4 separate regions of the Sus scrofa genome follow, and all the other regions are linked to region 1. The links are chromatin contacts, called in public HiChIP or PLAC-seq maps. All regions are on one chromosome and are shown on one strand. Each heading gives the region's core, a stretch centred on a gene start, on an enhancer-like site or on the middle of the called end of the contact. The rest is flanking DNA. Distances are from core to core; before and after follow the strand shown. Region 1 holds the start of ATE1 (arginyl-tRNA--protein transferase 1). Region 2 holds the start of ACADSB (short/branched chain specific acyl-CoA dehydrogenase, mitochondrial). Region 3 holds the start of LOC100154423. Region 4 holds the start of WDR11 (WD repeat-containing protein 11).

The links. HiChIP or PLAC-seq counts read pairs in DNA pulled down with a chosen protein or histone mark.
Region 2: an H3K27ac HiChIP or PLAC-seq map of alveolar macrophages shows a contact between it and region 1. The contact joins the promoter of ACADSB here to the promoter of ATE1 in region 1. A contact is called at or near these places in 1 of 47 Hi-C or Micro-C datasets (liver) and 1 of 2 datasets of contacts at active chromatin or transcription factors (alveolar macrophages).
Region 3: a contact with region 1 is called in an H3K27ac HiChIP or PLAC-seq map of alveolar macrophages. The contact joins the promoter of LOC100154423 here to the promoter of ATE1 in region 1. A contact is called at or near these places in 1 of 5 promoter capture datasets (liver) and 1 of 2 datasets of contacts at active chromatin or transcription factors (alveolar macrophages).
Region 4: a contact with region 1 is called in an H3K27ac HiChIP or PLAC-seq map of alveolar macrophages. The contact joins the promoter of WDR11 here to the promoter of ATE1 in region 1. A contact is called at or near these places in 1 of 5 promoter capture datasets (liver) and 1 of 2 datasets of contacts at active chromatin or transcription factors (alveolar macrophages).

What each region holds. Positions count from the first base shown.
Region 1 is chr14:131,578,429-131,581,186 of Sscrofa11.1, reverse strand. It overlaps ATE1 (arginyl-tRNA--protein transferase 1), which reads left to right and starts at 1,444. Exons shown (of 13, transcript XM_021073566.1): 1 at 1,444-1,621. The coding sequence starts at 1,516.
Region 2 is chr14:132,561,553-132,564,252 of Sscrofa11.1, reverse strand. It overlaps ACADSB (short/branched chain specific acyl-CoA dehydrogenase, mitochondrial), which reads right to left and starts at 1,251. Exons shown (of 11, transcript XM_001926297.4): 1 at 841-1,251. The coding sequence starts at 882. It overlaps IKZF5 (zinc finger protein Pegasus), which reads left to right and starts at 1,003. Exons shown (of 5, transcript XM_005671516.3): 1 at 1,003-1,256.
Region 3 is chr14:132,521,803-132,524,563 of Sscrofa11.1, reverse strand. LOC100154423 reads left to right here and starts at 1,464. Exons shown (of 6, transcript XM_021073585.1): 1 at 1,464-1,882; 2 at 2,583-2,761. The coding sequence starts at 1,719.
Region 4 is chr14:130,617,650-130,620,349 of Sscrofa11.1, reverse strand. It overlaps WDR11 (WD repeat-containing protein 11), which reads right to left and starts at 1,426. Exons shown (of 30, transcript XM_001924356.6): 1 at 1,158-1,426; 2 at 61-172. The coding sequence starts at 1,243.

The sequences.
Region 1 (2,758 bases), core at 195-2,694:
GATGCTTTAGCAATACAACAGGTCACTCCACTACCAAGAAACCACTTAACTAGGCACATATACAGCATAGTGGACTCTGCAGTCAAGAATGTTGAAACTGACATCCAAAGTTTACCTGATTCTCCAAATTTCATGATTTTACCTTTTAAAACATTGTAAGAAGATAAATAACTTTATTATTGACTTGGAAAAATAAAAGGACAGACAGACTTAAATTATCTGTTCATGCAGAGTTAAAAATTAAGGAACATTACCTTGGTGGAAATACTCATTTTTATATTTTGCTCCAGACTAATGCTCTTTAAGAAATCCCCTTTAAAATAGTGGTTGCGAATTGGAGCCATTTGGGCTGAACTCAGCTTATATAAGTGTTGTGTTTGGCCTGTACAGTTAAAATTTCTTTTAAAGTTAACACTTAGAAATTGTACAAAAAACAAAGCAAAACCACAACAAAAAACACAACAACAAACCTTTATTTCCAGGTCCTTTAAGTTATAGGATATGGTGGCACTGGGCTTATAGGGCACAAAGCAGCGACTGGCTCTGACCGTGGTTTCCTTTAAAAGTAGTGTTCAGTTCACCTACTCTGCCATTCACAGAATGCCTGCGTGTGTACTTGAACCGATGGGACATTTAAGCCAGTGCTTGCTGGTCGGGAAGAAGCTAGAACTGGCTACAGACATCATGGTCAGGGACGGTCTGAGATGTTAATTTTTAAACTTAGATTTGCAGGATCTAGAGATAGAGTGATCACACCCTCTGTGCCTCCGTTCCCTTATCTGCAAAATGGGGATGACAACCGCGCGGTCGTAGGAAGGACTGGTGATGGAGTAACGCAGAGAGCTGCCTCGATCTCGGGGCCCAAGGGCACGGCTACGATCCACGCTAATCCTGCGAGGCCCGCGGACCCCCACACGGACGGGCCAGAGGTACAGGGGCGCACCGCGCGGGGCCTCGCCCTCCACTCCTCCCCGCCGCGGGCCCCCGCGCTCCGCCGGGGTCGCCCCGGGGGCGCCGAGAGGCGTGGCCGGCCCGCGCGGACCTGGCGGCGGCCATGGCCTCGGTGGTGGAGTACAAGGGACTCAAGGCCGGCTACCACTGCGGCTACTGCGACTCCGAGGAGGGCAAGGCGTCCTGCGGTGAGTGGTCCCGTCCACCCGGCTGGCGCGGCCGCCTCGCATCCAAACCGTCGCATCGCCCGCTGCGGGCCAGGCCCTCCCGGGGCAGCACGCAGGCCCTGCTCCCCAACCCCCGCTTCCCTTTCTCACTCGTTTCTTCCCGCACCCGTTGCCCCTGACGCTCCGTCTCTCGGTCTTACCCTCACCGAAGATGGCGGTCCGTTTCGGGAAGGAGCGGAAATAGCAGAACGCTGCCCTCGATCAAGATGGCGCGGGCGGCGTCAGCGCCGAGGGGCTCCCGGCGAGGCCCGGCCTGCGGGCGCCCGGGCGGCGCGATGCATTGTGGGGTGGCGGCGGCGGCGACGTCGGGCTGGGCAGCGTTTGGAGGGTCGGGGCCATGGCTTCCTGGGCCCGGCTTTCGCCGAGCATCGTGGAGTATTTCGAGGGCGAGGACTTCTACCGCTGCGGCTATTGCAAGAACGAGACAGGCAGCCGCTCCAATGGTGAGCGGGCCGGGCTGGTGGGCGGGGAAGGGCGCCGCGGCCTCGGGGGTTCGGCGGCGGTCTGGCGCCCCGCCGACCGGGTGGAGGGACGCGCCCCGACCGGAGCCCCCGCCCGGCCCCTCACCGGCTTCTGTCTCGTGGGGCGAGAGCGGAGCGCGGCTCCCGCAGCAGTGCCGTGGCAGTTATAATTAAAAACAGAGAAGCTTCTACAGACTTAATCACACAGGTTTGCTCGGACGTGCCAGATAACGATTGTCTCGCAGGAGCCAAGAGTGGAAACAGGTGTCCAGCGCAGTAGGAGGCGGTTAAGTGCACGGTGGCAGGCCTGCCGCGGACCGCTGTAGCGTGGTCGCTTACTGGGGCTGATGCTGCTGTGTGGTGTCCCCGAGAGGAAATGCAGGAGGCGGGGTGCAGGACAGTGAGTGTCGGGTGGTGCTATTTGTGTAGAAGACGGTGTGTGTGGAAAACACATGCGTGGGTATCCATGGGTAAAATGTTTCTGGAATAATATACAAGAAACAGGTGACACTGGTCGCTGCAGCCAAGGGGCCCTGTTTGTGCTGATGTGTTTTGAAAATTTTACCCGGTGCTTATGTCTTATCCCCACCCACCTCGATGACGACGACAAAGCCAGCCTTCCAACCCTCTCTCCTCCCCATCAGGGTTCAGAATGCTTTCGGAAGATTGTTTGTAAATAGAACATCATGTTTATTTCCTGCTGTCATGCTTTTTAAATTTTTATCTATTATTATTATAGTTGATTTACAGTGTTTCAACAAGTTCTGTTGTACAACAGAGTGACCCAATCACACACATTTCCCTGTGCTGGGCAGTAGGATCCCATTGCCCATCCACTCTAGGTATAACCGTTTGCATCCCCAGAAACCCCCAGAATGCTCATCCCTCCCTCTCCCTCTCCTTCCCCCCCAGCCTGGAACCCCAAGTCCGCTCTTCCTGGCCATGCTCTGTTTCTATTTTTTGATTTTTTGTTATTTTTTACATAGGATCATCTGTTCCACATTTTAGATTCCACAAATAAGTGATATGATATGGTATTTGTCTTTTTCTTTCTGGCTTCAGTGTTGCTGCAAATGGCATTATTTTGTCTTTTTTATGGCTAGGTAATGTTTCGTTGTG
Region 2 (2,700 bases), core at 2-2,501, 980 kb before region 1:
AAATCCGACCCACTCCGAGGTCCGTCTCTAACTTTGGATCAGGGCCGCGGAAAAGAGAAGCGGCAAACACTGCGCGGAATGGGACTGTGCTTATATTGCAACAATCTTTGGGCGGGGAGGGGGTGAGCAAGGAAATGTAATCTTGGGGAAAGGTGGCATTGGAGAGGTGACATCTCCACAAAATGCCTCCAAAGAGTCGAAACTCGGTGACTCCTAGGACTCAAGGCCCTGCAAAGAATACCTTGAAGCTCGAAAGTTCCTACGTGGCTCAGCAGGAACGAACCCGACTAGTATTTACGAGGACGGGGATTCGATCCCTGACCTCGCTCACTTGGGTTAAGGATCCAGCGTTGCCGTGAGCTGCACTATATAGGTCGCAGACTCCGCTCGCATCTAGCATTACTGTGCTTGTGGTGCAGGCCAGCAGCTGTAGCTCCGATTCGACCTCTAGCCTGGTAACCTCCATATGCAGCGGGCTCGGCCCTTAAAAAAAAAAAAAAAAAAAAAAAAAAAAAAAAAAAAAAAAAGAATATCTTGCAGCTCTGGCTCTCCCGACCCCACGCAGGGTGATTGCTCCATTCAAGAAGCTTTAGACCAGCGACCAGCCCCCTTTTCCTCAGCTGTCGATTCCTGCTCTCCTTACGGAAAACTGAGGCCAGTTCGGCCAGAGGCCTGAAGAGAGGTCAGGGTCGGTGAGGGGGTCTGAGATCAACCCAACCGAGGGTCGGAAGTACGGGTCCAGGACGAAGACCAGGCGCCTCAGACCCCATAAGACAAGACCCCGCCGCCGAGGCCAAGGTCGTCCGGGAGCCCCAAGAAGCCCGCCGCGAGCGCACTCACCAGCGCGCTGCCGCGCAGCAGCCGACCAGCGGATCCCTCCATCAGCGCACCGGGACTGGTACCTCGGACAATTTCGCAAGGCCTTGAGTAGGCGCTTCTGCTCTGCGCTCCGACGCCTCGGGTGCGGGGGACAGGTGCCAGAGCCCCGCCCACTAGTCCCCGCCCCACGGTCCTCGGTCTCACTCCCTTGTCCCGCCCCCTTGTACCTACGGAACCCCAAAAGAGACACACAGCCTCTTCTCTGCTTTCGCCCAACACCTTGCTCACGCGAGAGTTGGGAAAGGCAGCGGGGCGGGAAGGGGGCCGGAGACACAACAAACATGGCGGCGGAGGCGGTGACGAAGACGGTGGCGGCGACGGCTACAGCAGCGGCGTTGAACAAGGCGGTGGGGGTTACTCGGTGCGGCTGTCAGGTGGTAAGTAGCTGGTTACCGGCTCGGACGGCAGTGACACGGCTGAGCAGAGTGCTACGAAGGAGCGGCGGGAGGAGAGAGCCGGGTGTCCGCGACGGGCGGGCTGCCTCCGCCCGGGACTCAGCCCAGGCAGAGGGTCGGGCGTGGTCGGTCGGTCGGTCGGCAGGGTCACGACCCAGGGCCCTCCTGGCCCGAACGCGTGGGATGCGGAGTCTGGCCCCCGGAGCCCCGCAGGAGCAATGCCTGCGGTGGCGTTGCCGTCGGGCAATGGCTTGGAGACTCCGGGGTAGGATGCTGCCTCTCGCTCTGACAGGTGGTCGTGAGGGGGCGCCCGGAGGTTTGCGTCTTTACCAGGTTCCGGGGCAAGGGCTGTCCTAGGTGTTCCCGAATCTTGGTGAGGATGCCGCCCCGACGCCAGTTCCGGGCTGTCGCTCGTTGGGACGACCTTTAAAGCCTCAGTCTTTTTATCTAACGGTCCTGCCTAGATCAGTTTCTACTGCTTGTGCACTCTAATTTTGGGGAGATGTAAGGTTTGAGGAGGATTTTGCAGCAAACCATTGTTCAGATTCGTGCAGAATTTAAGGCTTAATCAACTGTGTGGAATGCGAGTAGCCGAGCCCTGCACCTAGTAAGTGTGAATCTAAATTGAAGTTAAACCGGTTCCAGCTGCCACTAACCACGTGGCCCATTTACTGTCCCCTTAGTGTGCTATTCAGACCTGAAGAGGAGCGACAAGTGGGAGAGGAAATAAAGGCACTTTAAATTGTGAGCTCTGAAGAACTTTAGTTTGGAAAAAACACAGCTTCTTTAGAACCACTTTTTAAACGTCTGGACTATCAGTTTTTAAAATTCCACTTAGTTTTTATTTTTGTCGTGCGTACATCACAGCTACAGGTTAATATAATCTGGGGAGTTCGTTACAGCGAACTAAGATGTATGGTAGTTTTTGCCCCTAGGGGTCCACAGCGTTTCCCAAGAAACCCTAAATGTTTTGGGTTGAGATAGAGAGGACAATAAAGATGGGAATCAGATGTGCTGTTATGGGGTGCGTGTGGTGGTTTTTCATTTGTTTTTTTTTAACCCTTTACCACAAATGTTCCCCTCTGGGGCTAGGCTAGTATATTATTTTTATGCCGTTCTAGCTTTTCAGCAATACTAAGCCTGGCCTTTTAGAAGTATACCATGAACAAATGAAATTAATGATTTGAATTTAGAAAGACATTAAAATTTTTGCCCAAAATGAAATCTTAAGAAATCCACCAGTGAGGGGGAAAAAAATACCAGTCACACTAGTGCATGTTACTCTTTGGTGATTATTTGGAGCTTTTGCTGAAGTGAGCCTGCTGCTTTGTTCTCTGTTAGCATAGTTTTCTGGTAATAGTAAGATTAGCGCAAATTATTGCATTAGCTTATTAAACCTGTAGATGCTAATCTCTTGTCACGAAGG
Region 3 (2,761 bases), core at 215-2,714, 940 kb before region 1:
CATAAAAAGAAAAAAAAAAAAGTTTCCGCTGTTCAGTTCTGGTTTTTGTTTGACATACCTAAAAGGTCTAAATGTAGTACAGAGGAATGAGTTTCATTCTGTAGCACAGTGGAGGTCTGCTTGGTTCTCTGAATGATGAACAGGATTCTCCCTGTTCCAAAAGAACAAGCATTCCAGGTAGTTAATTAAAGCATATGCAAAGCTGGGAGCTGGGAGGGCAGAGAAGAGAGTAAGAGTAAGAGTTCAAAAGGCTAAACTCAGTTAAGAGCAAGAAGCACCAGAAGGAACAGTGGGTAGTGCAGAAGATGTAATGGAAGTGACTGAGAAGGGAGGCTAATTACAGTAAAGAAACGCCTGGAATTGTTCAGATGAAAGCCAGGGCTTTGCAAACAGAAGCAGAGATGAAGAAACACAGAACAGGTTTTCTTGAAGAAAACCAAGGTTTGGGGAGTTCCCATGTGGTTCAGCGGTTAAGAAGGCTATGTAGTCTCTGAGAGGATGTGGGTTCCATCCCTGGCCTTCCCACAGCCGGTGGGTCTCAGATGCCACCAAAGATGTTAACAGGAATGAAAGTTAAATTATGACCCTGGGAAGCAGAGAACTACTGATGTAGACAACCAAAATGAGTCTGCACCGTCAAAAAATCTTTGCAAATTAGGACCTTTACAATCAAGGCCTTTGGAACACTGACATTCCACTTTTCTAATTCCCTTTTTTCTTTCCAAAGATGGAAAATTCATCAGCATAGGCATCTGCAGGAAAAGGATGAGTGGTGATGGGGAGGAACCATCTGCCTTCTTATCCGACAGAGCATCTAGAAAGTTCCATCTGACCCACTTTTCCCCCCAAAGCTTAAAGGTCCCTCAAGTCCAGTCGGATTCTCCTTCACCGCAGACCCGAGGCCGCTCTTCCCCGAGCTTGTGGTGCAGACGGGCGGGGCGACCCCCTTCCAGCTCGGTCTTCCTCCACCTTCCATCGCCCGGGCCGCGCCGTCCTGAGACGGGGCACGAGCACGGCCCGGGCCAGCTGAGCAGGTGAGCTCGCTGCGCCCCAAAGCTTCCCCACACACTGCCCGCCACCGCCCCACGGCCGCTCCGGGACACCTTGCACACCTCCTCCTGCTGAAGTCCCCGGGCTGGCACCCGCGTGACACCCGGCAAAGAACCCGAGCGCGGAGCGGGTGACCAGAAAAGGCGACTCCACCTCCCGGCCGCCCGCCCCCACGCCCCTCACTCCACCGCCTGCCTCGGGAGGCACCCTGTCCACTCCTGAGACAACGAGGTGTGGAGCAGGTCCCTCGGGTCGCGAGGGCGACGACTCCACACCTATCCCACGACGGACTCCCCTCGTGGGACCAACTCTGTCGGTCAGCCCAGCAACCGACACCCACAACACCTATTTCTCAGGGGTCAACGGCGAAAAACCTCCCCGCTCCCGCGCGCCACATCGCGCCTGCGCACAGTACCGGCGGAGGTGCCGTCAATGCGCATGCTCCCGCCTTGAGCCGGTCCTCGCGCAGCCTTTGAAGCCGGCGGCCGAAGCCGGCGGTACGCGCATGCGTGTCTCCAGGAGCTGGTCTCCCGACCCGGCGGGAAGCCGCGGCTCGCAGGTTTGGAGCCAGACCAGTCGGAAGTGGCTCCTTCACCGGCCCTCTGTCAAGCGGAAACTCGGGCACTGGAAGGGAGGTTCCGGGGCTGCTCGGGGCTGGAGGCGGCCGAATGGAGACCGGGGCCGTGGACGCGCCGCTGACCCGCCGCCCGACGTTGGCGGCTTCCTGGGATGCCGCCTGCGGAGCCCTGGCCCAGAGCCTCCGTCTCGCCCGGGCGGGTCTCGGCGCCCGGGACGCCGACTGGGAGCAGCTGCTGGCGCCGCCTGCCACGGGGTGCGCCGCGCGGGCGGGGGCGGGGGCTGTGCTGCGTGACAGCCACGCTCCTGGCTGGGGAGCCGGGAGGGCAGAGGGTCTGGGCCGGGGTCTGGGAGCCGAGCTGGTGACGGGTCTGGGCGGCGCGAGGGCGAGGGGGCAGGGCCGGCGCGGCGGGAGGACGGGGCGGGTGACCAGGCCAGTGGGCGTTTGGCACACATCCCCTGGTGGCGGCCAGGTCCTCTCCTGAGGCCCCTTGTCAGAATCGGAACCGCCTCTCTCTCCCGAAACGCACCGACACCTCCTGGCGACCACGATAGCAAGAAAACAAAACAAAAACCAACTGAGGAACACCTCCGCCAGCTTCGTTTTGAAAATGGCATCCTTCTGTCCATTGTCCCATTCTGTGCCTCCCCCTCCCTCTTCCAAATTGTTGCTTCACTCACGGTGGTGGATGCCCCGTAAATACATTTCCGCCGCTGGACAGGCGGTTACAGAGAGTCGCTTAGAAGGGAGAGATCAAGAGGCAGGGAGAGTGGAGCGCCCTGGCGGCTAAGGCATCATTTCCTTACGCATTCTGCACTGAGCGCTTGTCCCGTGGGCTGCAAATGCACCTGTAAAGGGAACTGGAGACAGTAAGCCCTGTGGCCCACTCCGTGGGTTGAGAGCATTGTTCAGGGAACTTGACGGTAAAAGTCTGCTGTCCTCATTTTGTTTTCAGCCAGGATCTGGTGATTTTGAAAAGGAGCTTGCACCGCCAGGGTGAAAACCCCTGCTTCCTTCACGTGAGATGTGACCCTCGTGGAGGTGAAGAAATGGTTTCTGTTGGCGTCTTAAGTTCAGCACGAAATATGGAAGTGTACTTGGGAGAGGAGTACTGTGGCACCAGCAGGGGCAAGA
Region 4 (2,700 bases), core at 177-2,676, 960 kb after region 1:
CAATATTTAAAACTTTAAAATAGACAATCTGCTAGAGGGTCAAAGTGGGATCTGACTTACCTTGACAACATCAGCTTTATGTTTTTCTAAAACTTGAAGAGTTTGAGCAGTATTGGAATCAATCACTACCACAAGCGAATGACATCCATAAGCAATTAAACCTTGCCAGCCCCTAACAAAACAGTGTTAAAATTTAAGAAAAAGGCAAAGCAAAACAATATCTCTCTTGCCAAGAGGCATCCTAAATAAGTAATATATCTAACATGCACCATCATTAATAAAATTATTTAACCCCAAGACTAGTATTTCTACATTACAGCATTTGGATAAAAGGTCTAGTGAAGCTTTTAAAAAGTTTGTTGAAATTTGTTTTTCTTTAGAATTTAAAAAAAAGGGTCTTGAGAGATTCACGTAGGGCGGTGAAGATGTATATAAAGCAACCCTAATGGTCTATCTGTCTTTGAGGGCATATGCCCTGTCTGTCTTGTCCAACTTTGAATACTGAGCATCCACAAAGTGCCTGGAATCACGTTCCACAGTATCTGTGATCAGCCCCGTGGGGCTTCCAGCCAAACAAACAAACAAACAAACAAAACACTGAATAGGAAGTTTCCGTCCTCTTGCCAACCTTCCCAGCAGCCACAGCTACAGAATTCTGCATTATATTCCTCTGGTTATTAATTTTCAGAGCTGCAGTATCATTCTACAGGGAAAAGATAAAGGTGAAACGAAGGGTCGGTGAGAGCATAGGCGCCCGACACAGTGTTGAATGAATAAGGATAAAAAACAGGGATGAGAGAAAAAGAAGGCACAGAATGGGGAAAAGAACGTGGTCAAGATAACTGACACGAGGGGAGAAGCCCGGAGACTGGAGGAGAGGTTAAAAGGGGGAATGGGGTGGTGAGGAAAGAGTGTAGGGAAAGAGCAAAGAGCAACAGAGATGGGGGAACGAGGGCAAACATATCCGCACAGAGCAAGTTCCCACATGGGGCTTTCACAACTTCTATGGTAACAACAAAAATCCAGCCTTTAAATGAAAGTCTGTAATGGTGAAGGTGGCACCCAGTTTTGGAGAGGCCAAACTAAGCAGGTAAAACCGCCTGTTCTTTCCCCGTCCCCTGGCCGAGCCCTGCGGCCTCGAAGCCTAGCGCCCTCACCAGTCCACCGCCGCCTTGTTGTGGGCGTTGAGGGCCCCGGTGAGGGTGCGCGCCGACACCTTAAAATTCACGGTGTAGGGCAACATCGCCACTGCGAAACCCGGCCCTCGGCGCCGACCCGCAACCAGGAAGCAGCGGCCACTACCCTTCCGTTCCAAATAGACTCCGGGCGGCTCCGTGGGCGCCGCAAGTTGGTTCCGCCGATTTCGAGGTTCCACCGCCCACGGATTCCGCCGCCTTCCAGTTCCGCCACTCCTACGTTCCGCCTCCTCCAGAGTTCCGCCGCCAGGTTGGTTCCCCGGTTCTGCCTGGGACAGACTTCTGCCTTGGGGGAAGTGGTGCTGCCTCCGGTGCCGTCTGTTTTCTTCAGATTGGGGACTGCGTAGGTCTCTGTGCCCTACTGGAAACGGTGAAAAGCAAAAGCTGAAAGTCCTTAATTAGCCTTTCTGCCTTGGATCAGTTAACTTAGGGCAACTACCTCTGCCAGGCACTGTTGTAGGTGTCGAAGATGAAGACAGGAAGTCTCCTCCCTCATGGAGTTTATAGAATAAATGAATGTATGGGATTAATTGAGTGAATGGAGAGAGTGAACGAGATGTCCGATCAGTATATAAAGTTTTCCAAATATGGAAAACACGATTAAATTTGCATATCAGGTCTTGGAAATACTTTTTAAAAATAGTGTTACATCTGAGGCCAACTGCCAGTTTGCCTGTTTGTTGGACCAGCTTTAATTCTTCGGTTTCTCCTTTGCTGCCCTCCTTCATGCCCACTCGATCCCTCCCTCCTCTGTACCCCACACTTTGTTTATCCTTTACGCTAGCACACGATGCAGTGATTTATTTCCAAATATGATTTTTGCAGATATCTGTCCCTACCCCACCCCCCAATATTTTCTGTTCTTTGATCAAAGAAAGGGACAAAATAATGGTAATTTTGGCATCACAGGTCTTTGTGTCCACTTTATTGCTCTTATAAAACAGCTTTCTCAAAGATTACCTCCAATATCCACTTAGTTGTTAAATTTAATGGATGCGTTTTGGCTTTTAGACATCCTCTTCCAGCTACACACTGTTGTTAGTTCCATTCCCTGGCTGTCTTACCTCCCCTGCCCCACATCCTTCCTGACTGCTGATGCTTTGGGGGCTCCCAGAGGAGCCCATAACCACAAATCTAGATTTATAATTCCCGCATTAAGAACCATTTGCGCCTTCTCTGACAGAGATTGTTAACTGGCTCCCCCAAATGGATTCTCCCCTTCTTTCATAGGAACATAACTACGATTTGTTTCTCGGCATCTTGTCACTCCGTTAAATGAATCCGTATCCCTTATAATTTCTCTGATAACTAAATCAGGCCATAAGAGCTGAATTCTGGCCAATGAGATGTAAATGGAAGTGTTATGCAGTGACCTCTGAGAAATCATTCTTCTGTGCTGTTCTCTGCTATTTCAGTGAGCTTGCATTGCTGTTATCTACAGATATGTTTGTCCAGCAGGGGAGACACATTTTTTAGGCAATTGTAATATGGGGGAATAGATATC